Linked DNA regions of Mus musculus: all the other regions are linked to region 7. Evidence: chromatin contacts called from public promoter capture Hi-C data. All regions are on one chromosome and are shown on one strand. Each heading gives the region's core, a stretch centred on a gene start, on an enhancer-like site or on the middle of the called end of the contact. The rest is flanking DNA. Distances are from core to core; before and after follow the strand shown. Region 1 holds the start of Epn1 (epsin 1). Region 2 holds the start of Isoc2b (isochorismatase domain containing 2b). Region 3 holds the start of Zfp787 (zinc finger protein 787). Region 4 holds the start of Zfp628 (zinc finger protein 628). Region 5 holds the start of Zfp579 (zinc finger protein 579). Region 6 holds the start of Ccdc106 (coiled-coil domain containing 106). Region 7 holds the start of Zfp446 (zinc finger protein 446).

Evidence for each region. Promoter capture Hi-C pulls out the DNA fragments that hold promoters and counts their contacts.
Region 1: a contact with region 7 is called in a promoter capture Hi-C map of second pharyngeal arch cranial neural crest. The contact joins the promoter of Epn1 here to the promoter of Zfp446 in region 7. A contact is called at or near these places in 5 of 39 promoter capture datasets (cranial neural crest, frontonasal cranial neural crest, maxillary cranial neural crest and 2 more) and 1 of 9 other capture datasets (adipose tissue).
Region 2: a promoter capture Hi-C map of pre-B cells shows a contact between it and region 7. The contact joins the promoter of Isoc2b here to the promoter of Zfp446 in region 7. A contact is called at or near these places in 4 of 39 promoter capture datasets (cranial neural crest, frontonasal cranial neural crest, pre-B cells and 1 more).
Region 3: a promoter capture Hi-C map of second pharyngeal arch cranial neural crest shows a contact between it and region 7. The contact joins the promoter of Zfp787 here to the promoter of Zfp446 in region 7. A contact is called at or near these places in 4 of 39 promoter capture datasets (cranial neural crest, frontonasal cranial neural crest, pre-B cells and 1 more), 1 of 484 Hi-C or Micro-C datasets (B cells) and 1 of 9 other capture datasets (liver).
Region 4: a contact with region 7 is called in a promoter capture Hi-C map of pre-B cells. The contact joins the promoter of Zfp628 here to the promoter of Zfp446 in region 7. A contact is called at or near these places in 3 of 39 promoter capture datasets (cranial neural crest, frontonasal cranial neural crest and pre-B cells).
Region 5: a promoter capture Hi-C map of pre-B cells shows a contact between it and region 7. The contact joins the promoter of Zfp579 here to the promoter of Zfp446 in region 7. A contact is called at or near these places in 3 of 39 promoter capture datasets (cranial neural crest, maxillary cranial neural crest and pre-B cells).
Region 6: a promoter capture Hi-C map of maxillary cranial neural crest shows a contact between it and region 7. The contact joins the promoter of Ccdc106 here to the promoter of Zfp446 in region 7. A contact is called at or near these places in 5 of 39 promoter capture datasets (cranial neural crest, frontonasal cranial neural crest, maxillary cranial neural crest and 2 more).

The regions. Positions count from the first base shown.
Region 1 is chr7:5,078,955-5,082,555 of GRCm38.p6, reverse strand. Epn1 (epsin 1) reads right to left here and starts at 2,321. Exons shown (of 12, transcript NM_010147.4): 1 at 2,079-2,321; 2 at 435-538. U2af2 (U2 small nuclear ribonucleoprotein auxiliary factor (U2AF) 2) reads right to left here. Exons shown (of 12, transcript NM_133671.3): 12 at 2,611-3,374. The coding sequence ends at 3,240.
Region 2 is chr7:4,864,155-4,867,612 of GRCm38.p6, reverse strand. It overlaps Isoc2b (isochorismatase domain containing 2b), which reads left to right and starts at 1,434. Exons shown (of 6, transcript NM_026158.2): 1 at 1,434-1,552.
Region 3 is chr7:6,153,697-6,157,318 of GRCm38.p6, reverse strand. Zfp787 (zinc finger protein 787) reads left to right here and starts at 1,354. Exons shown (of 3, transcript NM_001013012.2): 1 at 1,354-1,474. It overlaps Gm36371 (a long non-coding RNA gene), which reads right to left and starts at 100. Exons shown (of 2, transcript XR_391130.2): 1 at 1-100.
Region 4 is chr7:4,913,505-4,916,970 of GRCm38.p6, reverse strand. It overlaps Zfp628 (zinc finger protein 628), which reads right to left and starts at 1,754. Exons shown (of 3, transcript NM_170759.2): 1 at 1,566-1,754.
Region 5 is chr7:4,994,123-4,997,793 of GRCm38.p6, reverse strand. It overlaps Zfp579 (zinc finger protein 579), which reads left to right and starts at 1,693. Exons shown (of 2, transcript NM_026741.2): 1 at 1,693-1,790; 2 at 2,882-3,671. The coding sequence starts at 2,884.
Region 6 is chr7:5,054,338-5,058,063 of GRCm38.p6, reverse strand. It overlaps Ccdc106 (coiled-coil domain containing 106), which reads right to left and starts at 1,338. Exons shown (of 5, transcript NM_146178.2): 1 at 405-1,338; 2 at 161-265; 3 at 1-72. The coding sequence starts at 435. Gm15510 (predicted gene 15510) reads left to right here and starts at 948. Exons shown (of 4, transcript NR_166619.1): 1 at 948-1,311.
Region 7 is chr7:12,975,849-12,979,817 of GRCm38.p6, reverse strand. Zfp446 (zinc finger protein 446) reads right to left here and starts at 1,970. Exons shown (of 6, transcript NM_175558.4): 1 at 1,706-1,970; 2 at 440-820; 3 at 172-367. The coding sequence starts at 1,966.

The DNA of each region.
Region 1 (3,601 bases), core at 1,072-3,571, 7.9 Mb after region 7:
CATATCATAAATGCAAAAGCAGACTCAACAATCAAACCCATATTACCTGTATAAACTCATTTTTTTGTGGGTTGGGGGGAGGGGGTGACACAACATCTCTCTACATGGCCTTGACTGTCCTGGAACTTGAAGAGCTAAATCCATGTGTCCCTCCCCTCCCAAGTACGGAGTTAAAGGTGTGTGCCATTAAACTCATGCTTTTAAATTAACCTAAATAAACTAACCTGTGCTGTGACCAGCTGTCAGAAAGCATCAAGGGCAGAAATCAAGCAAATGAGGGGAATATTAACAAGCACTTCCACAACCTTTACATCCTTCTAGGCACCCATTAAGTCCTTTGCGCTATCAACTCAATCCTTACAAATCCATGACTCACAGCCACTTTACACAGGAGGGAACAAGGGCACATTAGCACCTTGCCCAGGGACACACACCTCACAACTGGAGCAGCCTGGGTCCAGAGTAGACTCCGATCACCAGTCTGTGCCTCTCCAACAAGCCATGGAGGGAGATTTACTGAGCCCTACCATGATCCAACCTGAAGGAAGACATAGGAGAATAGGAAAGGCTGCTCTTTACCTTGAATTCAGGCCAGAAAATGGAGCACCTGCAAACAGGCATAACTAGGCAAAGAAAAAAAAAAAAAAAAAGCAGCTGGGTCCCAAGTCAGGCCTGGACAGACACCAGAAGACAAACATATGACAAACATAAGGAGACTGGGGGAGGGGAGAGAAAGGGAGGGAGAAAGGGAGAGAAAGAGGGAGGGGGGGAGAGAGAGAAGAGAAGAGAAGAGAAGAGAAGAGAAGAGAAGAGAAGAGAAGAGAAGAGACACACCAAAACTCGGGCAAAAAGAAAGCAATACAGCGAGGCAGGAGGACAGGGAGGACAGAAAGACAGGGACCCTGAAACAAAACACACACATGACACCCAGGGCTGGGGGGGGGTGGGAAGAGATATAACTTAAAAGAACACAAAATTTGCACTCAAATCCCGGCCACATAAGCAACCAGCAAAACAACCCTGTGACTCAGTTCACCTAACTGTGTAACAAAGGGAGGGGTGCTGCCCGGCAAGCTTGCTGATTAAATAAGACGGGTACATAAAGAACTTGGTTCTGTGCCCCACAGATAGTAGGCGCTCGGTACTCCTGGCTGCTATTATTATCAGAAAAAACATTTCCAAAAGGGTGGCATCTAAAGACGCACTATCCTAACACCAACTACCTACTTCAAGCATGTTCAAAAAAAACATACTAAATCTCACAAATGCTGCTGAAAATGGGGCCATTTTCCACAGTTAATTTAGAATTTCTTATTAAACAGTACAAACAATATAGTGAGTCCCCAAGGGGGACTCAAAAACCTGGTATCAAATACTAAGCGAGACAAAATCTCTAGTAACTAGAGCTACTAATAATCACATGCTTAACTCCAGGCCAGACACTGTAAGGCACTTTACCAGGACCACTCCAATGCGCAGAGACCCTGTGGTGCAGGAATTATGAATGCTTCCGTTTAGAAGACTAGGAAAACTGAAGACCAAGGCAAGCAGCGGGGGCTTTGGAATCCACAGCCAGAGCTCTTGTCAGAACACCAGAGACTCAGAAACCTGGGAAGCACATCCTAAGCAAAAGCAGTGGGTTCCTAGAAAGGAATTTTGGGCCTGGGGACGACAGCAATGACCCGGAGAGAAATAATGCACCAAGAGGGAGACCAGTCTGGGGAAATGAAGACACAGAAACCCAGAAAATACAAGCATTGCATGCATCCTGACAGGAACACGGAGCAATCCAAGACACAAACAGCACTCGGATCTCCAAGCCCTTTTGTACAAACACAGAAACACAGAAGCAGAGCAACACAGACAGCAGGGCCACGCGAGACGGGGACACTGACAATCCCAAAAAAAGACACACACCGGCAGGCAAACCCGACCCGGGCACAGCGGTACAAAAGCAGCCACAAGCCATCAGCGGCTGGAACACCGGCTCCGAGGCTGGCTGGACCCGCGCGCGCCACGGCCCAGGCCGGAACACCGGACTTGCCGCGACGGAGGCCAGCATTGCGCCCCTCGCTCACCTCGGCCCGCTTATACCGGGCTTCCAGGGGTCATGACGGTCAGCCCCCTGCCCCCGCTCGGCCTCGGTGTCGCGGGGCGCGCGCCGAGCTGCGGGAAGCAGAAGTGCGCACGTGCGCACGCACAGACGCACGGAGGGCCGCACAGCGACGGCCCCGCCGCCCCGGCGCCCGGGAGGGGCGCAGAGAGCCGGGCGGGGGAGGGGAGCCGCCGAGCGGACGGGAAGCAACCGAAGGTGGCAGCGGACCGGAAGCGGAAATGAACTCACGTGCCCCGCCCTCTGCACTTCGCCCGGCAGCCTCCACTTCCGCGACCAAACCCACCCCGGCACCATTTCCGGCGCACGGGACTGCGCGTCCTTATGCCCTTGCGTCACTTCCGCATCTACGCAGCAGTGGAGACGCGTAAAGGTCCAAGCCTTGAAGCCTCCACTGTGGCTACCCTCGCGGGACCCTCAGGCCTGCCTCCTTCCCTGGGTGCCACCCTCCACACCCTCGGCCGAAAGAGACGGGCGGACACACTGGACACAGATGAGGATCCATAAAGTAAAATACAACAAAATGTTTAATGAGCAAATTCGTATTAGCAAATATGAAACTGCCACAGAGAGGGGGAGCGGGACAGAGACCACGGGTTGAGTCAGGAAGACTAAGGAGAAGAACCAACTACTTAAGAAACCAGGGTGGAGAACAGGAAGGACCAGAAGCCAAAGGACGGGAGCTGTGGTCCTGCAAAGGGAGAGGGCAGGGCACTGAGGGCCAGACAACAAAATTCAAAATAGTTTGGCCATAAAATATAAACACGCTATGTTCCTACCATGGGGGAAGAGAGGAGGAAAGGGGTGTAAGGGATAAGAGGCTGTTTGGGAAGGGGCTGTGGAGGTCCTACCCGCCCTGCTGTGCACACAGTCCCCATCCCAGCCCGTTCCCTCTGTGTCTGTGTGGGTGCATGTGTCTGTGTGGGCCTGTGTGCACTTGCCCAGTCCCCTTCCTGCCCTAGCCCCCCACCCCCCACCCCCCTTAATTGCTGCCATTCCAGTTGCTGCCGGCTGTCATTCGGCTGTCACTCCTCTGCCCATCTTCTTCAAGAGGGGGGAAAGGAGGAGGGGACAGGTGGGGGGAAAGTCCCCAGCCAGCCCTGCCCCCACCCTCCCCCAGCCACCTCTACCAGAAGTCCCGACGGTGGTAAGAATCAGGGTCACAGTATTTTGTGACCACCACTCTGTTGGCGAACTTGCGACCGGTTAGACCCTGCATGGCTTTCTGGCAGTCAAACACAGAGGTGAACTCCACGAAGATCTGTAGGAACAAGAGGCATATCTGTGAACAAGGTTGGCTCCTAGCATCTACTCAGCATTCATTTAAAGTACAGAATCAGCACAGGAAATGAGAGAACACCTCACCACACTGCACAGAGGACTTCAGTTCAGTATGAGGGTGTTTACCCAAACGTTCTCCAGTACCCAAGAACAAGGCACAGAAGCGAGACATCACAGAAATGAAGAAAACCAGGCAGGCCTGAGTCA
Region 2 (3,458 bases), core at 185-2,684, 8.1 Mb after region 7:
TGTGTTTATAAAATTTTGGGTGTGTGTCTGCCCATGTGTCTGCTTACCACATGCATTCAGTGCCAAAGTGGCCAGAAGAAGGTGTCTGAGCCCCTGGAAGTAGAATTACAGGCGACTGTGAGCCTCCACCACTGTCTGGCTTGTTGTTTTTAATCTTTGTTCAGCTCATTTTGTTTTTGAGGCTCAGTTTCAGGATGCACTTGAGTTCACTGTTCTGGGGAGACCAACTTTGAACCTCTGCCGGTTGCCTTCCCAGTCCCATCCCATCCCCCATCTCTCCCACCCTCACCCCACCCCCATGCATACAGTGCTGGGCACTAAAGCGAAGGCTTTATTCATGCCAGGCAAGGACTCTGCCACCTGAGCTACAGTTCCAGCCTTATTTCTTTTTCTTTGTTCGACAGTGTCACACTCTGTGGCCCAGGCTAACCTGGAACTCTGTGTATATATATATCTCTCCCCCAAAAGATCCTCACCCACACTCAGCCTCCCAAGTGCTGGGTTTACAGTCCTCGTTAGCCACCATGCCTAGCCCTTTTCTCATAACTTCAAGGTGAAGAAATCCTCCTGTCTCCACTTCTGAGTACTTGGGGTCATGGGTATTAAGCCACCGTAATCAGCTTTTGTTTTCTTATTCATTGAACTCAAGGCCTCAGCTTCTAGAACGCTGGGATTACCGGCCCTGAGCCACCATACCAGGTTTATATATCTGGATGAAGTAATCCTCTCTCTCTTAACCCCCACTTCTAAGTACAGAGTCAGTTTTCTATATAGACCACCCAAGGAGACAAGTCCTGAATTCCTGGAGAAAAAGCTAACTGGCAAGCAGTGGGGGAAAATGTCTTACGAGGCTTGTTCTTTTGTTTTCTTAGTTTGACTTTCGGGTTTTCGAGACAGGACTTACTTCCGTGTTGTACTGGCTATTCTGGAATTCGCGTTGTAGAGTCAGAATTATGCCTGCCTCTGCCTCCTGAGTACTGGAACTAAACCATTAACTAAATCATCGGTTTATGATGATTACTGGAACTAAACATTTGCGCCACCATGCCCGGCTGTTGTTTTGGTTGACAGGGTCTCACCACGCAGTCCCGGCTAGTCTCGAACTGGCGATACTCGTGCTTCAGCCTTCCTAGAGCTAGGTTACAGAAAGCATCACCTCTCCCCGGTCGCCCCGGATGGAGTGGATGGTGCCATGAACCCTACACTAGCCAAGATTGAGCCTCTAGCTCTCTGGTCGTTCTTCACCCTCCTTCCGGGTTAGAAGCCGAGCTCTCAGCCAAGGCCCTCCCTCCGTGGATTTTCATTGGTCCTACCCTCTGTCTCTCCGCCTGCTCCAGTTTCTTCAGACCAATCGAATTAACAGGATGGAGTAGAACAGAGTGAGGCGAACGCCGATTGGTTGGCTCGGCGCGGGGGTGTAGACCCGCGGCTCTGACTACGTGTCTACAAAGGGCAAAAAGGAGGCCCAGTACGGGGTCAGTGGGAATCCAGCGGGGAAAAGGTCACGGGACTTCTTGGAAAAGGGGCCCGAACTCGAACCTGGGACCTTCGAGTAAGTCCGGTTCGTTACTTGCTGGCTGTTTGCAAACCCACCATCCCGTCATTCAGACCGGGAAACGGAAGCTTTGCAGGGTGTCGGGTTCGGGGGTTGGAATGGCATTCCATTTGGTCTCAGGATAGACCCGCGGGGAGAGTCCCCAACCCTCTCTAGAGACAAATTTTGCATCAACCCCGCCAGTGAGCTAACCCTGGAGAAAAAAAGAGACCCAGAGAGGAAGGGAAACTCACCCAGGGTCACACAGCCTGAAATTCCTGGTTCCAGGAGTTGTGGTCCCCGCTTCTCTCACAATTACGTGCTCCTCTGTATCGCTCTCCCTAAAGCATCGTGGATCCTCTCCCATCTGTGTCCCCAGTCCATCTCGATCAAATCTGGCGAACTGAGCCTGGCTGTCATGAAAGCCAGGCAAATCAAGTGCTCTCTACCACTGAACTCCATCCAGCCCCCTTGCTCATTTCCTTCACACTGTGCCTCCCAAAAATGGGTTCCCAAGCCAAGAACCCAGCCCTTGGGACATAAGCCTTAAAAACCTATGAGGGGAATAGAGAAGGGGGGGCGAGTAGACATGGCTCAGTGGCTAAGAACTCTGGTTTCTCTTGTAGAGGACCTGGGTTTGGTACTCAGCACCCAGACGGTGGTTTACAACCGTCTTTAAATCTAGTTTCAGGGGACCCGACTACCTCTTCCAGCCTCCACAGACACTACATGCATGTGGCTATGCAGTCTCAGGTCAAACACTCATATAATAAACCCAGTCCGGGCTGGAGAGATGGCTCAGCAGTTACGAGCAGTGGCTCCTCTTCCAGAATGGCTCACAACCATCTGTAATGGGATCTGCTGCCCTCTTCTGGCATGCAGGCATACATGTAGACAGAGCACTCATATACAGGGAATAGATAAATAAATATTTTTTTAAAATTAAAAGTAAATCTGATCAACACACACATTTGGGATCCAGAGAGAAATGACTCCTTCGCTTGTCTCTGACCTCCACATATGCCCCATGGCATGGATACCCTCTCCCATATAGAAACTAAATAAATAAATAGAAATTTTTAAGGAAAAAAAAATCTACATTTGCCATTCAGGGAGCACAGATGGGAGTTTGCCATACCGTTCTTGCGCTTTTCATTTCACTGGCGCACTTTTTATCTGTGTTGGAGACCTCCCTTGCAGGTTTGTTTGTTTGTGGGTTTTTGTTTGGTTTTTTTTTGTTTTTGTTTTGTTTTGTTTTTTAAATGTCTGTGTTGGAGACCTCCCTTGCAGTTGTTTTTGGCTACAAAGAATCCACAGTGAGAATTTGGCTGGCTGCAGTTTTTGTAATCCCAGCTACTCCTTCCGGAAGTTTCAGCAGGAGAATTGCTCGTTGAATTCCAGGTGCCCTTGGGCGATTTAGCAAGATTCTGTGGCAAACGGTGTTGAATCTGATCTCCAGTACTGCATGAATCACTTGTATGCTGATAAATTCTTGCACTAGGGTGTGGAGGCTAGAGGATCAGAAGTTCTAGGTCACCCCAAACCACAAAGTGGAAAACTTGAGAGAGAGAGAGAGAGGGAGAGGAAGAAAGAAGTATATGTATCTAATCACAGCTCAGTGACTCCATACCTAGAATCCCAGGATTTAAACAGCTCACACAGGAGGGTTGACGTGAGTCCCTGGCCAGCCTTGAGTCCATGAGAAGCTCTCTGCTCTACACAGTGGTTGAGAGTGGATATGATGCCATAGGTCATTAAACATTATTAGTGTCTGTTATGTAAGGCATTATGGGTCACCAGGTGGCCAGACTGCAAGTGTCTGTGGCCTAACTGGCTACATTTGGGAATTTGTGGCCCTTTATCACTAGAGCCCTGTCAAAGAGTCTTGTGATTAATAATAACCTGGTCCCTGTCAGATAAATAC
Region 3 (3,622 bases), core at 105-2,604, 6.8 Mb after region 7:
GCTGTGTCTGATGCTGCCAGTTTGCCTTTTAGTTTTGTTAGCTTTGAGCCAGGAAGGGATAGTTAATTTTTTTTTTTTTTTTTTTTTTTACTGTCCTCCGTTTACTCTTTACCTTTGGGGCCATTTTAATACCCCTGCTGTGGGTTCGCCTTTAGCCTTTTGATCAGTTACAAGCAGCCTGTGATCTTTATCACCCGTTGAAAGGTCCTGGCTGGTTTATCTTTAATCTAACCACGGAAGTCCAGCGCTTGAACATGAATTACAGGCAGTTTGGACATTTTCCATTACAGGGCTCAGCATAGGCCTCCTCTTGAATTTTCTAACTCTCTACACATCCTTAACAGTCTGCTGAGCAAAGACTTCTGGAGCACCTTGCTAAGGAGATGGCTATGCTTTCCATTTTCTTAGCTTGTCCTCAGGTGTCATGTATCGTTTTGCCTGTGGGCTTTGCTTCTTTAGGCTGCCCAGGATTTTCTCTGGTGCAGGAGGAGTTTGTTTAAAAAGTCCATCCCTTACTTAGTCCAAGTGTCAGCAGCACCTGACGCCTGCTTTTGTAAAGGTAGTTACGTGATGATGATACCATTTGTCTCAGAGAAGCTGACATTGACTTTCAAGTTTCAAATTGTGCCTTGGAAGCAGATATCTGTAGAGGGTCCTTTCATTCCTTTTCTTCATCATCAGCATCCTCCAAACTGTGATGGACCTTTCTTCTAGGAGAGTAATAAGTCATAAACACTTAATTTGGAGCCCTACTCTGAAGGTTCGAGGTCATTCTTGCTATGTCACTTAGTAAGGTAATGTGACCTCTGGTTCTCTGCAAAACAGGCCGATTTCAAGATGAGGTCGTCCCAAAATGCAACCCGCACCGGAGGCTCGAGCGGAAACATTTTGGGGAAAAACTCCAGATCTCGTGAACCGAATTTTTTCTTGAGACCGGCGTTGGCCTGGAAGCGCCCCGGGGCGGAAGGGGTTACGATGATAGAGACGACAGGAGGACTGGAGTAGTGGGAGCGTCGCCGCGGGCAGCTCACCGCGCAGGCGCGAGCGACGAGGCTGGGTTGGGGGCCGCCCCGACACCCGGAAGTGTGCGCCTAACGGGTCGAGCCCAGCCTTCTGTCCGGGGAGGGGGCGGGGCCCGAGCCCCTCGGAGCGAGGCGCCATAGAGCAAAACGGAGGACCTGGGTCCTAGATAATTCCGGAAGTAGCGTCCCGAGGCGCCTTTCCGTACCATAGAGCCGGAGGGGGTAGCGGTCAGGGGTCCTGGAGCTCCTCTGCCTAGAGTGGCGAGGTAGCGGTGGCGGCCTGGGAGGGGGAGGAGAGGGAGAGGCGCGAGCGGAAGCGGCCGGGAAGGTCACTTCCGGCCTGGGCGCCCGTCCCCCTGACCCCAGGGTCTGAGTCGCCGCTGCCGCCGCTGCCACCATCCGCGAGGCAGGCGAGAGGAAGAGTGCGGCGTGACGGCCCCGGGGCCGCGGAGGTGAGGGCGGCCGCGGGCTCAGGGGGGCGTGCGCCGAGTGGCTGGGATGAGAGCGCGTCGGGAAGCTGGGCTTCGGACGGGGGTGGGTGGGGAGGCGGGAGGGCGAGCGCGGCAGAGCGGACTAGTGCGCGTGCGTGTCGTGTTAGGGGTGTGTGTGGGGGGGGTGGGCGTGAGCGGGCGCGCGGCCGGGGAGTTCGCGCGCGCGCGCGGGAGAGATTGGCGCCGCGGCCTGGGACAATGCGCGTGCGCTACTCCGGCGGCAGTGCTGGGCCGGCAGGCACCTGGGTTATCCAACCGGTGGGGTCCGGGCCACCCGGACTGGACTTGCAGCCGGTCATGGCCGGAAGTGCCAGGGACTTGTTGCGGGGGCGAGGCTTGATGTGGGGAGAGACCCCGCCGCCTGGATTGGGCTGACCGGAAACGGCGGCCCATGGTCAGTCTCGGCCCAAGTTCTCCCAAGTCCTCTCCTTCCTCAAATCGAGTCGCCTGGCCCGTTGCTGCCTCGGGGGCCATGCGCTGGCCTTTGATCCAGCGAGTAATTACGGGATGCAGGTGGCGGGAGGCTCATTCATCTATTTCCCCCGCGCGTGCTGACCGGCGGCAGGAAACACGTCCTGGGAGGGGAAGCGCCAGGCCAAGGTCAGCACCGTGTGGGTCGTCCTGGGCCGCCTGGACTGTTGCCTTCCTCCCCTGGGCGGACACAGGGCTGGGTCCAGCGCGGAGCCCCGCCCCTTAGCAGACCTCCCGCCTCCACCTCCAATCTGTACAAGAGTTAGGTCATAGGGTGACCCCCAAGCCCCGGGAATGTGTGCCCCAGCACTTACAAAAGGTCAGTCGGAAAAGTGATCCACAGACGAAGAAGTGAGTGGGGAGTGAACTGACACCTGTCTTAACACCAGGATAGGAAAATGAACATGAACTGGGGTTGGAAAGCAGGAGCTGAGACCTGACCCAGGACGACCTTAGGCGTTATTGCCCAGGTCGTTATTAAAAACGCAGACCTGATGGGTTCCCCCAACCCCTTAATTTCTGATTCAGGCTCCATGTTTGGCGTTGTTGAGAATCTAGCTGAGATCTGGCCTCTGCTCTGGGGAAAGCTTTAAGCCTCTTGGGTCAAGTGCAGGTAACTTTCCCCTCCTGCTTCTCTGGAGTCACTGAGTGCTGTGCTGCCATGGCCCAGAGAACTTTCACATTAGATTCTGACTTGGTTTATCTCATGTGTTCTCCATCTGAGCAGAGAAGGGTATATCCTCAGGCTTGGCCCATGGTGAAATTCAAGAATGATTTGCAGCTACTGGGAATATTGCCCACGAGCTCTGAAGCTCAATTCCTCGCTTCAGCTCCTAAGTTCTGCAGCCATAGATAAGAAATTTCATGCCATTCCTCACGAGGACACAATAGAGGTGTTAAAGTGATACACCCAGAGCAAGGGTTTTCATACTTTTGCTTTCAGGCAAAAGTTCAAAAAGTCTCTGGAGCCAGCTCCTGAGTTCCAATTTTGGCTCGTTTATGGTTCCGTGACCTTGGATGTGTCACTTCCCCCTTTCCCAGGCTGTTTCCACTACTTAATTGTTACACTGTTACAGTTCCCTGACTATGCCCAGTCCATCAAGACTACAAACTCCACTAACCCCAGGGCATTGAATTTCACTGGTGGGGATGTGGGTTGGAGGGCTGTTCTCAAGGTTTCCATGGGCCAGGCCTGCTGGTGGGTGACACTGGCCAACTTGACAAGGCTCTTGTAGTTCTTGTTTTGCAGTAGCTTAGGACAATAGGGAGATATGCCAGAGTGTCCCTGAGCGTTTTAGGCCCTACAGGACGTGGATGCTGAGTCTTGGACAAGGGGACCCTGAGACTTATGGGAGATGGCAGAATGTATAGAGCTCAAGGCCATCAGTAACTCTGTAGTCACTAATGGGCACCCATAGCTCTGTGGGTCCCAGACACACTTCACAGACTTTCCAAACCCACATTGTCATCCTCTGACTGACTAGGGATGCACCAGGTGTTGGGCCTCCATATTTAGGAGAGACTGAACATTTGATGACTTGCTTTGAGAGGTTGGCAGGCACCTGCTACAGAGTTCTCTTGACACCCTGGGACAGAAGTGGTCACCTTAGTTTTGGCAAGATAGGACACCTACTTGCT
Region 4 (3,466 bases), core at 505-3,004, 8.1 Mb after region 7:
GCATAACTACGTCCGTCTTCTCCCCTCTTGCAGGCCTCCTGTCCCTCTAGCCGTTCAACTAAGCAGGGAAAGCTACCACCACCTTATGCCTAGTGCCCTTCCCCTCCACCATCCACAACTCACACTGTCACCTCCAAGTCTTCAAGAACTCACCCCAGAGAGCCTTCCTCAGACCACCCTTGAGCACTCCCTGATCTCCTCCCATGCCTTATTTGCTCCCTTCTTCACGGGGCCCATCACCTTCTAAATACTATAGGGCAAGCATTTCTCTTTGTCTTTTTGAGACACAGTTTCTCTGCACAGCCCTGGCTGTCCTGGAACTCACTACCTAGACCAGGCTGGCCTCGAACTCAGATGTCTGCATCTGCCTCCTGAGTGCTGGGCTCAAAGGCGTGCATCACCACCACCCTAGCCAGGACTTCTCAACCTCACCAGCACAGAGATTTGGAGACAGGTCATTCTTTGTCAGAGGGGCTGTCTAATAAATGGATGGGTGTTCATCAGGATTCCTGACTCAATAGGATGGATGCCACTGGTAACAAAACACAGTGCCAGCTTGACCCTTCCCTAGTAAATCCTGAAGTCAGTACTGCAGTGACAGTACCCCAGGACAGTCCCATCAACATATAAGTCTCTTACTGCTTGTTCTACTCTGTCAATGTTCACATCATCCAAACAGAGAACCTCTGCTTCGTTCGATCGATCGTTCTCTGATGCATCCATCACCCACCAAAACATCAGGAGAGAGCATGCTCAGTAAAGACAGTCTGAGTGAAGAGAGGGAGGCACCCCCTTTTGACAGGTTATAAAGGATTTCTTTTTCAAAGGGCAATAGGCTATGAAGGATTGTTTTTTTAAAGGGCTGTTGTTCCTTTTGGCGTGTAGGTGACAAATGAGGTTCAGAAACTGTCTGTGCCTCTGAGGCCATATCTTTTAACACAAGAGGCCCAACGGAACAGGGACCCATCTTAGCAGTGAGAGTGCCCTTTAAGCGTCTGGGCTTTACGAGGAAGCTCTTGGGGTTTGGGATGTAGCTCGGTTATTAAGGGTTAATGACTGGCATGCACAAAGCTCTGGGTTCTTGTCACAGTACACCATAGAACTGGGCGTGGTGGCACAGGCAGGCCTGTAATCCCAGCGCGCAGATGAAGGCAGCAGGATCGTAAATTTAAGGTCATTGTCAGCTATACAGTGAGTCTGACGGCATCCTAAGCTACATGAGGTTTTATCTGGGAGGGAAAAAAGATCTCTTTGTTCAGATAGTCTAGGGACCAGCAGAATTATGAAACTTTTCCTTCAATGTTTGGGAAACTATCACCCGCTTTTAAGGAAATAACCCCCTTTTAGGAGAAAGGGGAGAAGGGAAAGGGCAGGAAGCTTTGCAAAAATGCAGCTAAACACACTGTCCTTACCCCTTTAAGAGGGCGGAGCCGGCCTAACAGATTAAATATCGGAGGCGAAATAGCGACCTTCCCTTTAAGGTACCCCTTCCGGTTTCCCGCTCGCCGTTCTCCAAACGACTCCGCCCTCCGGCCCTTCCCCCACCGCGCCCTCCGGTCTCTCACCTGTGGCCCCGGTCGGGGAGGGGGATCAAGGAGAACCCCAGGGCCTTCCCGCGGGGGCTGACGGGAAGCGGGGCCCGGCACAGCGCTGCGGGACCCGCGGCCCGGGAGGGGGCGGGGGCGCGCTCCCTCCCCACGGCCCCCGGCGCGAGGCACTCAACCTTTATCGGCGGCCTCTCGCGCACACAAACCCCGCCGCCGCCGCCTTCGTGCGTCATGACGCAACGCGCCAAGCCCGGCCCGGCCCCACCCACTGCTGGGGTTCGCCAGATGCAGAATCCCGGGGGTCCAAGCCTCAGGCCCGTGGTGTACACGCAGACCCTGTTCCCTCGTGCTGGGAAGGAAACTGAGGCACTCAACCTTCCTGCATGGCCTGGGATGGCCTGGGTCTCGGGAGTCTGAGTTGCCCCTACAAGCCTGCTTTTTTTCCCCTGCCTGCTGGTATCTGGGGCCAAGCTTGCTTTCTGAGCCTGTGCTGAGACTTTCGGATAGATTATTTTTGTTGTCTTAATTGTTTTTTGTTTTTGTTTTTTACTTTTTGAGACAATGGGCTCTTGTAGGCTCATGTAGCACGGGCTGGCCTTGAATTTTTTTTTTTTTTTCCGAGACAGTCCTGGAACTCTGTAGACCAGGCTGGACTCGAATTCAGAAATCCTCCTGCCTCTGCCTCCCAAGTGCTGGGATTAAAGGTGTGCGCCACCACTGCCCGGCTGCCTTTTTCTTAAGATCTATTTATTTTTACCTTCTCTGTATATGTGAGTTCCCACATGCATGTCTGTGCACCCCATGTGTGCCTGGTGCCTGAGGAAGCCAAAACAGAGTGTCAGATCCTTTGGAGCTAGAGTTACAGGGCAGTTGTGAACTGTCTGGTGTGGTCCCAAGGAACCGAAGCCCAGTCCTCTGTAAAACTAGCAGTTGTTCTTAACTACAAAGCTATCACCCCAGCCCTAACTTAGAGGGCTGGTGAGATGGCTCAGACTGATGGTACTGATGCTCGCTGCCCAGTGAAGCCATAGAGGAGTCTTAATCCAGCAACATGGCTATTGTGGCTGGAACACAGATATGACCTTAGTACACACCTTTAATTCCAGGAGACAGAGGCAAGCAGATCTCTTTGAGTCCAAGGCCAGCCTGGAATAGAGCAAGTTTCAGGTAAGGAAAAGCTTAGGACCAGGTTTGGTGGTGCATGCCTTTAATCCCAGCACTCAGGAGATAGAGGCATGTAGATCTCTGAGTTCTAGGCAACCAGTTCAGTTGAATCAGTGAGTTGAGAGGCTATGCAGAGGAGTTCAGAGGTAGTTTTCATAGAGATGGTTTTATAGAGACAAGTTGCAGGTGAAGACACAATGAGCCAGAGAATAAAAAGAAGCCAAATTAGAACAGATTTCTAGAGTTAGTTTGAGGTCAAGCAGAGCAATTCAGTCAGAAGCTGAGAGAATCAGTCACTTTGGAGAGGTGTTTAGGCCAGAGAAGCTGAGTTGAACCAGCCAGCCAGAATTCAGAAAGAGCTAGAAAGGGTGAGTTTATTCAACAGTAGACATCAGAGATGGCAATTACATCTGGAAAATAGCAATTACATTTACAACATGGATATGGTGAAAGGTGAGAACAAACTCCCACAAGTTGTCCTCCAATCAGCATCTATGCTGTGTGGCAAATACATGCATGCCCATACACACAAAATAAGTGGCTGAATGTAATTTACATTTTTTCATTTTATGTATGAGAGAGAGAGAGATCCAGAGAACCCGCCTTTGATTTCTAGAATCCACAACAGTGGCTCACAACTGTAACTCCAGTCCCACAGAACCCTCCCGAGACACCGTGGACACAGGCACAGACATGAGTGTGGTAAAACACACATACACATAAAAAGAAATATATTATTTAAGTTCAAAGTCTCG
Region 5 (3,671 bases), core at 444-2,943, 8.0 Mb after region 7:
GCTGGAAACCAAATTCTGGCCCTCTTGAACAGCAATACTCTCAAGCACTGGACTGTCTCTTCAGCCCTACATTTGTATTTGTTTATTTAATGTGTATGTGTACATTTGTGTCTGTGTGTTTATGTATGTTTATATGTGTGTATATGTGTGTTGTATGTATGGGTGGGTGTGTTTGTACATATGTGAATGTATGTTTATGTATATGTGTGTGCAGACACACAGGTGGAGAAGTCAGAGGCCCACCCACAGGAATCGGTTTGGTGATCTCTTTCTACTCTGTGGGTCCTGGATAGCTCAGATCATCAGCCACGAGTCAGGCGCCTTTGCACTGAGCTATCTTGCCAGCCCACAATACCTATACTGAAATGTTTTTTTTTTTTTTTTTTTTTAAGATTTTATTTATTTACTTATTATATGTAAGTACACTGTAGCTGTCTTCAGACACTCCAGAAGAGGGCGTCAGATCTCGTTACGGATGGTTGTGAGCCACCATGTGGTTGCTGGGATTTGAACTTCCGACCTTCGGAAGAGCAGTCGGGTGCTCTTACCCACTGAGCCATCTCACCAGCCCCCTGAAATGTTTTTAAAAAGAAAAAGAAAGCAGCCGCAATGGACTGGCACAAGTATAATACTGCATGTTTCTGGTTTCTCAAGGGTAAATTCCTGGAATTACTAGCATATCAAAGCTTTCCAAACCTCTACTCACCCAGACACGTACAAAAGGAACAGTTTACCCAGCCTCTTGCCAACTATGTTTGGCATGAAGTTAACCCTAAAGAAAACAACACTGTAATGCAGGCAGATAACTGAAACGGCCCTTTTTCTCCATCATATATACTTTGAGATGTGGCCCATGTAGCAGGCTGAAACATTAAAGCTCCAAGTTCCAGAAACGTAGTTGCCAAGGAAGACTAGAGGAATGGCATTCACTCCCATTGAAAGCCAGCTCACTGTCTCTTCCATCCCCTTCATTCCACAGCACTTTGCCCAAAACAAGAGCTTCCCTCGTCACACCGTCTGTGACTGACTCTTGTTTGTCCCTTTTCATCATAGTATGAATTTTGCCTTTATCGATCCAGCACCAAGGACAGAGCCAGCCCACAGTAGGTGTTCTGATAAAACTGGTCGGGTTGTGATCCTGGGGCTTACCATAAAGGGAGAAACTGAGGCTCGGAGAAGAGAGAATTGCTTGCCCAGGCAACCAAGGGACAGTGAGAGTCAGGCTCGATCATAGAGGTGCACTCCTTGTATCATTGATGTTCACTCTCAAGCCTGTATCACTCACTGCTTCGTTCATCTCCATCTCTGCCTTCTTCAGACCCAGCAGCCAGCACAGTGCCTGGCACCGGCAGGGCTTGATAAATGCCTGTTTGTTGAAAGAATGAATGAATATGTGTTATCTGCTGGGAAATGGAGGAGGGGTGGAAAGCTGGATCCAGATTCCCAGGCTTGCAGCCTCCTCCTCCTCTGAGGGTCCAAAGGACAGGCCTTCAGCCCCTTCCCCTCCCGGGATCCAGGAGCCGCAGCTCCCTCCTCTGCTCCCGCCCCCCCCCCCCCCGCACCCCCACCAGGTCCCTGGCCCTCCGCTTCCGGCTTCTCAGCCAGTCTTTCCTCTTCTGGCCTCCGACCAAGCACCGGGTTTCCGGGGGGAAGGCTTAGGCTGTAACACCGAGCCCAGCCTCCTTCTCCACCCCCACCCCTCCCACTACGCTCAACCCCCTCCCTCTCCGCCACCACTGTCCGCGATCGCCCGGCCGCAGGGAAGGAAGAAAGGAGCGCAGGAGGTGGAGGTAAGACCGGCTCCCTGAGACTGGGGCGAGCCCCAGGCCCTGCGCAGAGCAATCTGCAAGGCCTCGACCCGCTGCCTTAGTTCTGCAGATCACACCTACCCGGAACAGATAGACCCCCTCTTGGACCTAGATCCCCCGACAGCCGGCAGGTTCCACGCCCTCCCCCGACACCACGCCCGGCCAGGGGTCTGGCCACAGCTTTCTCGCTGAGGATTTTCTGCAGCCCAGCTCCCAGTCCACTCCTCCCCCTTGTCTTGTGAGTCAGGGCCCCTTACCCAGCTTCTTCCTTCACCCGGACTCAGAGGCTGCGTCTACCTGCAAGAGTCTAGTTCGCCTATCTGGTTCTATCTGAGACCCAGGAGTCCTACCTTTCAGTCTTCTTGCCTGAGACCCAGGGATCCAGAAATCAGCCCTTCTTTAAACCCAGGAGTCCAGGTCCTCCCTCAGACCCAGGAGTGCAGACCCCGACCTTCTTCAGACCCAGGAGCCCAGACCCCAGCCCTCCTCCTTCCGATCCAGGAATCCAGACCCCATTCCTCCTCCCTCAGACCCAGGAATCCAGACCCCAGCTCTCCTCTCACAGACCCAGGGGCTTAAGCCCGGCTACCCACTGGTCCCTCCCAGCCCCTGACTTATGGACTTTTTATTTCCAGGGCCTCTTGACTTTGAATCCCACCCTACTTGGGCCCCAAGGGTGGACTGGTTCCCAGCCCCTCCAGGAATGTTCAAGCCCCAGGGCACTAGAGCAAAATCAATTGGCTGACTTTGTCTCCCTGTGTCTCCTCTGTATGTGTCTTGTTCTGTCTTCCTGACCGTTCCCACCTCTGATATCTATGTTTTCTTTCTCTCTATCTCTCTCCTTTGTGTTTCTCCTGAACTTGGCCCCCCTTTCCTACGTCTCCACAACTCTCTCCTCTCCTTTCCTGTGTCTATCCCCTTCTGCCTCCTCACCACCTTCCTCTCCCGACTTTCATCTGTATCCTCTTCTGAACTGTGGATCTACCTGCCCTGTACCTCTGCTCTCCTCTTCACCTCACCCCACATCTTTCATCTCTTCTCCCCACCCCTGCCTCTTCCCCTTTTCCCCACAGGCATGGATCCACAGCCCCCTCCACCCGCCCAGGGCAGCCCACCTCACCGTGACCGTGGCCGAGGCCGAGGCCGTGGCCGTGGCCGTGGCCGAGGCCGTGGTCGTGGCAGAGGGGGTGCTGGAGCCCCTAGGGCGCCTCTGCCCTGCCCAACCTGTGGTCGCCTCTTCCGCTTCCCTTACTACCTGTCTCGACACCGGCTGAGCCACTCGGGTCTCCGGCCCCATGCCTGCCCTCTGTGCCCCAAAGCTTTCCGCAGGCCTGCCCACCTTTCCCGCCACCTTCGTGGCCACGGGCCCCAGCCCCCGCTGCGCTGCGCTGCCTGCCCACGCACCTTCCCGGAGCCAGCCCAGCTCAGGCGCCACCTGGCCCAAGAGCACGCAGGTAGCGAGGTGGATCTGTCCACGCAGAGGGCAGTGAAGGAGGAGCCTGAGGCCAGTTGGGGTCCGCAGGACGAGGGAGTGGAACAGCCCGCCACGGTGGTGGTGGCCGGGGCTGAGGAGGAGGCGACCACACAGTGGCCCGCAGGGGACTCGGCTCCTGCGGCTGTCCCCACGAGTACGGATCCTCGGGAATCAGAGGCCAAGGAGGCCGAGGCCGGGGCAGCGGAGCTAAGGGCAGAGTTGGCACTGGCCGCGGGGCGACAGGAGGAGAAACAGGTCCTTCTCCAGGCCGACTGGACGCTGCTGTGTCTCCGCTGTCGCGAAGCCTTCGCCACCAAGGGGGAGCTCAAAGCCCACCCGTGTCTGCGCCCCGAGGGCGAACAGGAGGGCGAAGGAGGACCCCCGCCCCG
Region 6 (3,726 bases), core at 89-2,588, 7.9 Mb after region 7:
CCAGTGCCATGTGCAGCTGGGCCTTAACACTGCTCATCAGGGCCAGGGTTGGGGAGGCGCCCTCTGGAGGCTCTAAGAACAGCAGGGACGGAGGTCATGCCCCAGGGTGAGGCAGTACCCCACCTGACTCCAGTCCCTCCAATGCCCTTTCTCAGCTCACCCTCAACATTTCTCCGAGACGGACTCAGACGGTATAAGATTTGTGAGTCTAAGTGGGGTGCCTCTTCAAAGGGAATGGAGATCTCAAAGGTCTCTTCGTCCTTCACTGCAGAGAGGTCAGCAGAGGTCACCCCAGAAGTGGCCTGAACCTTATAGACCACCCCCAACCATTGCTGTCCCATGGACAGAGGGAACCAGAATGTCAGACCAAGGATGGGAAAAGAAAGGGTCCCCAGGTGCCTCACTTGTCCGCCAACGGTTGTTTCTGTCATTCATATCGAGGAGGCTTCCTGCAGACCCAGCAACTGAGCCCTTGGGGGCACTGGACAGAAGCAGGTCACCAAAAGTCGGCAGTCCCTGGAGAGGTGGAATACCTGTCCCTCCGGAGTAAGGAAGGATCACCAGTCTGAGGGAGGAAAGGACCCATACTTCTGGACAGAGTCAGAGGCTTCCAAAGTATGTACCCAGAGCGAGGGGGCTCAGCGAGAGGAATCTTGGTTGTGAAGGGGCTCGGCCCTTAAATTCTTTGGTTCCTCGTGGGGTCAACACCACAGGGAGACCTGGCCTGAATGAGAAAGCCCTTCATCATGGCCCATCTCCGAACCCAATGCCATAAATGGAGAAACAACCACCCCTAACTTCCATTCTTGGGGTAGGGGGTCCATCCTGCAAGCGTTCCCCTGTCCCAGCCGCCCATTCCTCCCGCACTCGCGTGGGCGAGTAAAGCCCCTCCCCGAAGTGGGAGCTGGGCGCGTGCGCAGTGCGTGGGAGGTCACGCGTGGGGATGCGCCCCCACCCTTTGTCCCACAAGTGGGAGGGGGCGACCGTGGCGAAGGGTCCCAGAATGGGCAACCGGCATGGGGGTGTCGACCGTGGGCACCGTTCCCCGCCTTTGGGTGCTCAGGGTACAAGGGGCCGAGGCCCCGCTCTCACCCACCCGCGCACGGACTCCAGCCCCGGGACCGACGGCAGTGGCGGCGCCCATGCCCAGCGCAGGGGAGCGTCTGCAAAGTGTCGCGGAGAGAAGCGCCCACCCACCAGTAAGCGGGCGTAGCGGCAGAGGAGGGGGAGAACTGGATGGCGGAGCGCGGAGACGTGGGCACTAACCGAATCAGGCCTGCCGAGCCTGGGGCGCCTCTTCCTGGAGCCCAGGTGAGGCCCGCCGTTTGCGCGGAGGTCGGGACCGCACTTGCGCGATAGCCCCTTGCAACACCCCTCCAACCCCCACCCCACACACAACCCCCCCCCCCTCCTTTCCCAAAGCCTAGGCAGGGATCCTCATGAAATTCTCATCCTGCACAGCTGATGCGGTTCCGGGGGTCCTCCGGGTGAGTGGCTATGTGACCAGTGGGCCGAGAAAAGTCAGAAGGTATGAGGCAGTAAGGAAAATTGAAGTGAAATTTGAGTCTCCTTTAATGATCCCTAAGTAGCTGATTAATACATGCATACCTTTAGTCTTAGCCGCTCCAACCTACCATAACCTCCACCCACCCCCATCCACGAAAAGGATTAAAGGAATAAGAGGACCAGGATGTGAGAATGGGTTGTGTGGTGGTTACTTCTCCGCAAAGTGTGGGTCAGGAATAGCCCACACTGGAGCCACCTGTGGAACAGCTACACTCCAGTCCTTGCTCCTCATTCCTCCATGGCCTCAGTTTACTCACCTGTTCAGTGGGAAGTTACTCTTAAAAGCCTTTGAGAGGATGTAGTTGTGTGACATACCAAAGGCTCAGCCCAGAACCGGACCACTCTTGGAGCTTAAGATCCAAGCGCTGTTGATATTATTTGAAGTCAGTCGGTGTAGATGCACAGCCTTTAAGACACTCCCCCTCTCCCTTCCGCCCCAAAAGAAGTCGTGTAAAGAGGCTATCTGCATAGGGCACATACACACACACAATCAGAGGAAAGGAGCAGCGAAGACATGTTTATTAGACCTACACTGCCTCTCCGGTTCACAAGCAGCATCCTCTTTGGGGTTCTGAAGCCCTAAGAGGCATGACTTAAACCATCCTTGCAGAGGAAGACTGAATGTGTCAACCAAGACTAAGCAGTTCATTTTTACAAATAAACTGCATCCTGGGTCAGCAAGTCCAGGGGGAACCACCTGCCCTAGATCAGTATTTCAAACCACAGAGAATTGTATAAAGCCAGGTGAACTGTATAAAGCTGTGCTTATGCTCTAAGATGCTATTTTTTTAAGTATATTAATGTGGATTGTAGTTTGGGTGGGGAAGGGGTAGTGTTCAGAACCTTTTTCCCAAAGATGCTAGGAATGTTGCGCAGTGTGTAAGGTGCCTAGCATGCACAAAGCCCAGAGTTTCAGTATTCTGGAAGTGGAGGCAAGATCATAAATCCAATGTCACCCTGAACTACATTACAACCTTATCTAAATAAATAAATAAATAAATGGCAGGTTTGGGGAAACTGAAGTAGGCCTAACTCCCAGAGGAAAACGGCAGACTTTCCCATTACCCAGTCAAGGTCTTTGTTCCAGATAGCATAAACTAAAATGTCTCCCAAAATGTAAGTAAGGATTGAGAATGGGGTGTGGTGTGCATTGAGTGTTCAATATAAGGTCCCTACTTCCAGTGTCAAAATAGAGACCTCTGACTACCCACTAAAACTTCCCAGGCAAGAGTTTCCCCAAACAGCATGGTCCTCCCTTCCTCCTATCAGGAATCCGTAATAATAAATATCCCAACTGTTCAAGGGGCAGGGCTGTTCTCTATGAGGGCTCGTTTCCATATACCTCCAAAGCACTATGATGCCCTGACAGCTCAGAGACTCTTCGAGGCAAGGCTGGGTTTGTGTCTAGGGCTCTGAAAGCCAGGCTGGCACTCAGGCCATTGTCTGAGAACTTCAGGAGGAGACCCATGATCCCCGCGGTCCCCAGAGGCAGTGCAGGGATGCTTCCTCTGAATATGCTTCTGGAATGGCTCCTGCTCGGTAAAGCAGCACGGGCAGGGTAGGAAGGCACTGGAACAGCTATCCCCTGAGTGCACACAGCTGTTCTGAGCCAACTCGCCCCAATCCCGAAAGGAGCAAGGGCAGAGCAAACAGCTGTGGGCTGTCCACCACCTGTATAGCAGGTTTGACATTTGAAGGGCTTTACCTCCAAGTGGATGACGCTGGAGGCAAGACACGCACTCGAAGACCCTAACGCACACCGGACAGTTGTAGCTCTTTTTGTGAACCAAAGTCCCATCGGCCCTATCCTCCCTGACTCCTCATCCCACCAGCACTGTGTAGAGGACACCCTGGGTGTCTGTGAGAAGATACTGGTTGGGTCCTGAAAAGGACGAAGTCTGGGGAAACCCTATAGAAGAAGAAAGTCCAGGGTTTGTGGACCCACCTGTCCAACAGTGAGGGGTCTCCATGGCCTCAATAGAGAGAAGCACCCAGATCTGAGGGCAGGAAGGTAGCAGCATCAGCATCCGTAAATGTAAATGAGGCTGAATGGGTGGGAAGGAGGAACCTGCACTCTATTTAGGGTATGTGTTTTGCCCAAGGTCCACTGTGTTATCCGTATAAGACCCCTGGGGTCCCTCTATTGTCTTCTGCGTTCCA
Region 7 (3,969 bases), core at 721-3,220:
GTGACCCCATTCTTCTCAGGGATCCAGCTTTATGGTCTCTCCAGAGTCCCTATCTCAGCTGGGATTGTCAGACTCAGTTTAGGAGCTGCAGCCCTGACACCGTGCTCTGACCTCACCCCTACCCCCATCCCCACCCCAGGGATTTGAAGTTCACATGTTGCATTCCCTCACCCATCTCCTGCCCATCAGCACTGACTTCCTCCTTCACACTGCAACTGATCTGGGTAGATCGATCTATCCCGGCCTTCAGCGGTGCCTCCGCAAGGCCTGCCTTGGAGGACTCCGTTGCTGCTGAGATGTGGTGACTCCCTGAGGACTCCTTCTGGACTAGAGGAAGCATCTTTGGCTTCAGGATGTGGGCTGTGATCTGAAGAGAATCATGTCACAGGGGCTCTCCCTTCGATCTGTCCTTCTAAGAAGCTAATGTCATTTCACTCACCCAGCCCAGCAGCTGCCCAGGATCATGCTGCAGCCCCTCAACAAGAACTGCGGCCTCCTCGGGGCTTCCTGGTCGCTGCCCTCGAACCCAGGCCTGGATCTCAGGGGGCAACACACCCAGGAACTGTTCCAAAATCAGCAACTCTATTATGTGTTCTTTGGAGGATGACTCAGGCTGTAGCCACTGGTGACACAACTCTCGAAGCTGGGCCAGTGCCTCTCGGGGTCCCTCAACCTCCTCATAGCAGAAACCCCGGAAACGGAGTCGTGCAGCCTCAGGCTCCTCAAGGGTGGTCCTGGAGTCTCTGAGGGATAGGTGTGGGGTACCCCGAGGAGATGGCATTCTTGTTTTGAAGGGTCTTTTTGGAGGTGACAGAGGGACCTACAGAAAAGGAAGAATGTCATCTAAGGTCAGAAGACACACACCAGACCCCTCCTAGAAGCCGGAAAAGAGAACCCTGAGGCCAGGAGAACTTCAAAGAAGGTCATGGGAGGTGCAGCCCCACAGCAGTTGAGCAGCTGTATTTTGTTTTGAAGATAAATGACTGGGTGGAATGTCCAGGGACCTTCTAGAAAACTGCAAATGACGGGCTCAAACATTTGGGTACAACACAGGGCTCCTGGGAGATGAAAGTGGCTCATCCAGTAGACAAAGGGTCAAGCAGGACACGGAGGGAAGGGGGGTGGGACCATCATCCTGGGTGACCTGGAGCCCTGAGGCTTCAGACAGGAGGCAGACCACTGTGCTAGCTGAAGAGTTGGCTCTGAGACACAGGTACAAGACCTGGGGCAGAGCTGAAAGCCTGGGTGCATTCTCAGGAGCTTATTATGGGTTGGGAGGCACAGCTCGCTGATCGCAGCTGAATTGTGGATGCCTCATACTGCCTCAGCTTACTACGCATGTGAAACCCTGAAACAAAAGCCAAAATCAAACAGCCCCGTTTTGTGTGGAGTTGTAAACTGGAACCTGTGTCCCAGCTCTTAAGATTCTGGTTTTAAATCGGCTCTCTTGGGACATCCGTCCTGCTCTGGAGAAACTCAAGAGTTGGGGTGTCAGGCTCTGACACAGGAAAGGGGTGGGTCCGACGGCTGGGAGGTGCTCTCGGTGATCCGAGGAGCCGGATTATGAAGCTGCGCCCGCCCAGCTAGGAGTGAGCTCACCTCTGACGCGTGGGAGAGCCCCAGGAGGTTGGGGCACTTCCAGGAAGTGACACCGAGCACGTCCCACTGCCACTCAGAGAACGCCCCGCCTCGCGCGTTGCCCTACCAGCCCGGCCAATCCTGCATCTGCTCCGCCGGATCGGCCCCCTTCGCTCGGACTACGTCTCCCGTGAGCCTCAGCAAGAACGACAGCACGCTTCCAAGGCCTCTCACGCGCGAGACTCTTCGCTCCTCTCCTTGGGGTCGCGTTGCTGCAGAGTTCCGGGGGGGGTTCCCACTCCTGACTTGGCAGCCGTTCTTCTCTTGCAACCGCAGCCGTAGGACTCACGTAGGACGGAGCCGACTGTGGGTTAGCCTCCTTACGCATGTGCGCAACGGACCTGGTTTCTATTGGCCAGAGAGGCATCCTGACCAATCAGAGCTAGCGCTCCCGGAAGGACTCTCGCTCCTTGTGTCTCCTAGGTAACAGCTAGCGCACAACTTAGGGCCTCTTGCTGTTCTCTGAGTTAAGCTGTAAGGGTCCCCCTGCCTCGGAGAAGGCCTAGGTGGAGGCTCCTTGGCCTCTTGAGTCCAGACTGTTCTAGACAATCCCGTTGGGAATCCAGGTGAAAGGCGGTGGTGGGCGAGAAAAACTCAGTATGGCCTCCATCGGATCTCCGTTAAGCTCCCTGGATATTGTGGAGACAGTAGGCCTACAGGTGAACAAGTGCTCAGAGGAGGTAACCATGTAATTACCAACCCTCACTAATAGTCTTCAGATAACATTACTGAAAATAAGGACGGAGGTTTCTGATTAAAATTACGAGGTATACTCAACCCTTACTTAGGAGGATGTAGTTAGACAAGATGACTTATATTTATTTTTTTTCTCCCAATGGGCAGTTGATGGCATTTTGTTTGTTTGTGGGGGAATGGGGCCTTTAAAGAATAAAAGTCCTTGGCTGTCCTGGAACTCACTCTGTAGACCCTACTAGCTAGCCTGGAGCTCACTCAATAGTTCTGCCAGTCTTTCTCCCATTCGCTGAGATTAAAGGCATGGGCCCCCATATCCGACAGTTAGAGGCTTTTTAGCTTAATTGCAGATGGGCTTAGTTTTATTTCCACATATCAAGTGGCTGGACTGTGATATAAACCATTCAATCCTGAACTCGATCTGCCTACTTGGGTTTCTTCTGCTACCCAGGAACCTTCTCCTTGGCAGCTACTGTAGAGAGCAGCGGTTCTCTACATCCAAAACTCCTGAGCAGTTCTGTCGGTAGAATTTGTCTTTTACAGATTCTCTGGACACAACTCTCACCACCTACCTATTGAGGAGAAGCGCTAAGGGGGCCTAAGGGGGTTCCCAGAAAGCTCTCTTGGAAACACCTTTGTTCTAGTGCTCACCTCCCTGCTAGGCTGGTTTCTAAGCCTTCTATGTGCCACAGGATAGACCTGGTTGAGTCTTGTGATGGTATACATCTTACCCCTGGGCTTGACATGACCATTACCATCTTTATTTCTCCCTTGTTCAGGCCATTAAATCTAAGACCACATATTTAATAGGTAAACTATCATTGAGCTAGCCCCAACTCAGTCCTTAATTATAATGGTTATATTAGGTTGGCCAATGTAACCATGAAACATTTTATCTTTTGAGGCAGGATCTAAGTTCCCCCAGGTTAGCCTCTCAGCTGTCTTAAAGTAGAGGGCCTGTGGTGACCTACTGACCTAGCTCTTAGGGTAACAAAATAAAATTTATAACAGATAGCTAGGTCTATGGTACTGGGGTGTTCAAGTTTCCTCTTGGATTGGGGAGACATTTTGGTCACCAGTCGTTCTTGCCTAACTGTGTGTGATCTTTTTTTTTTTTTTAAATATTTATTTATTATATGTAACTATACTGTTACTGTCTTCAGACACTCCAGAAGAGGGCATCAGATTTCATTTCAGATGGTTGTTAGCCACCATGTGGTTGCTGGGATTTGAACTCAGGACCTTTGGAAGAGCAGTCAGTGTTCTTAACCACTGAGCCATCTCTCCAGCCCATGTGTGATCTTAGAAATGATAAATTTTAAGGTAAAAAGTTGATTAGGGCACTCAGGAGGCAGAGGCAGGCAGATTTCTGAGTTTGAGGCTAGCCTGGTCTACAGAGTGAGTTCCAGGACAGCCAGGGCTACACAGAGAAACCCTGTCTCGAAAAACAAAACAAAACAAACAAAAAAAAGTTAATTAGGTTTGAGATTCTTCAGTCACCCATCTTCTTGTAAATGTTCCAGCTCTGGGGAGGAAGGGGAGAAGCCTTCCCCAGTGGCAGTGTTACAGCTCTGAAAGGAAAGGTATCCTGGAAGTTGGGAGCCAGGAAATACCACAAAGTCACAATATACAACAAAC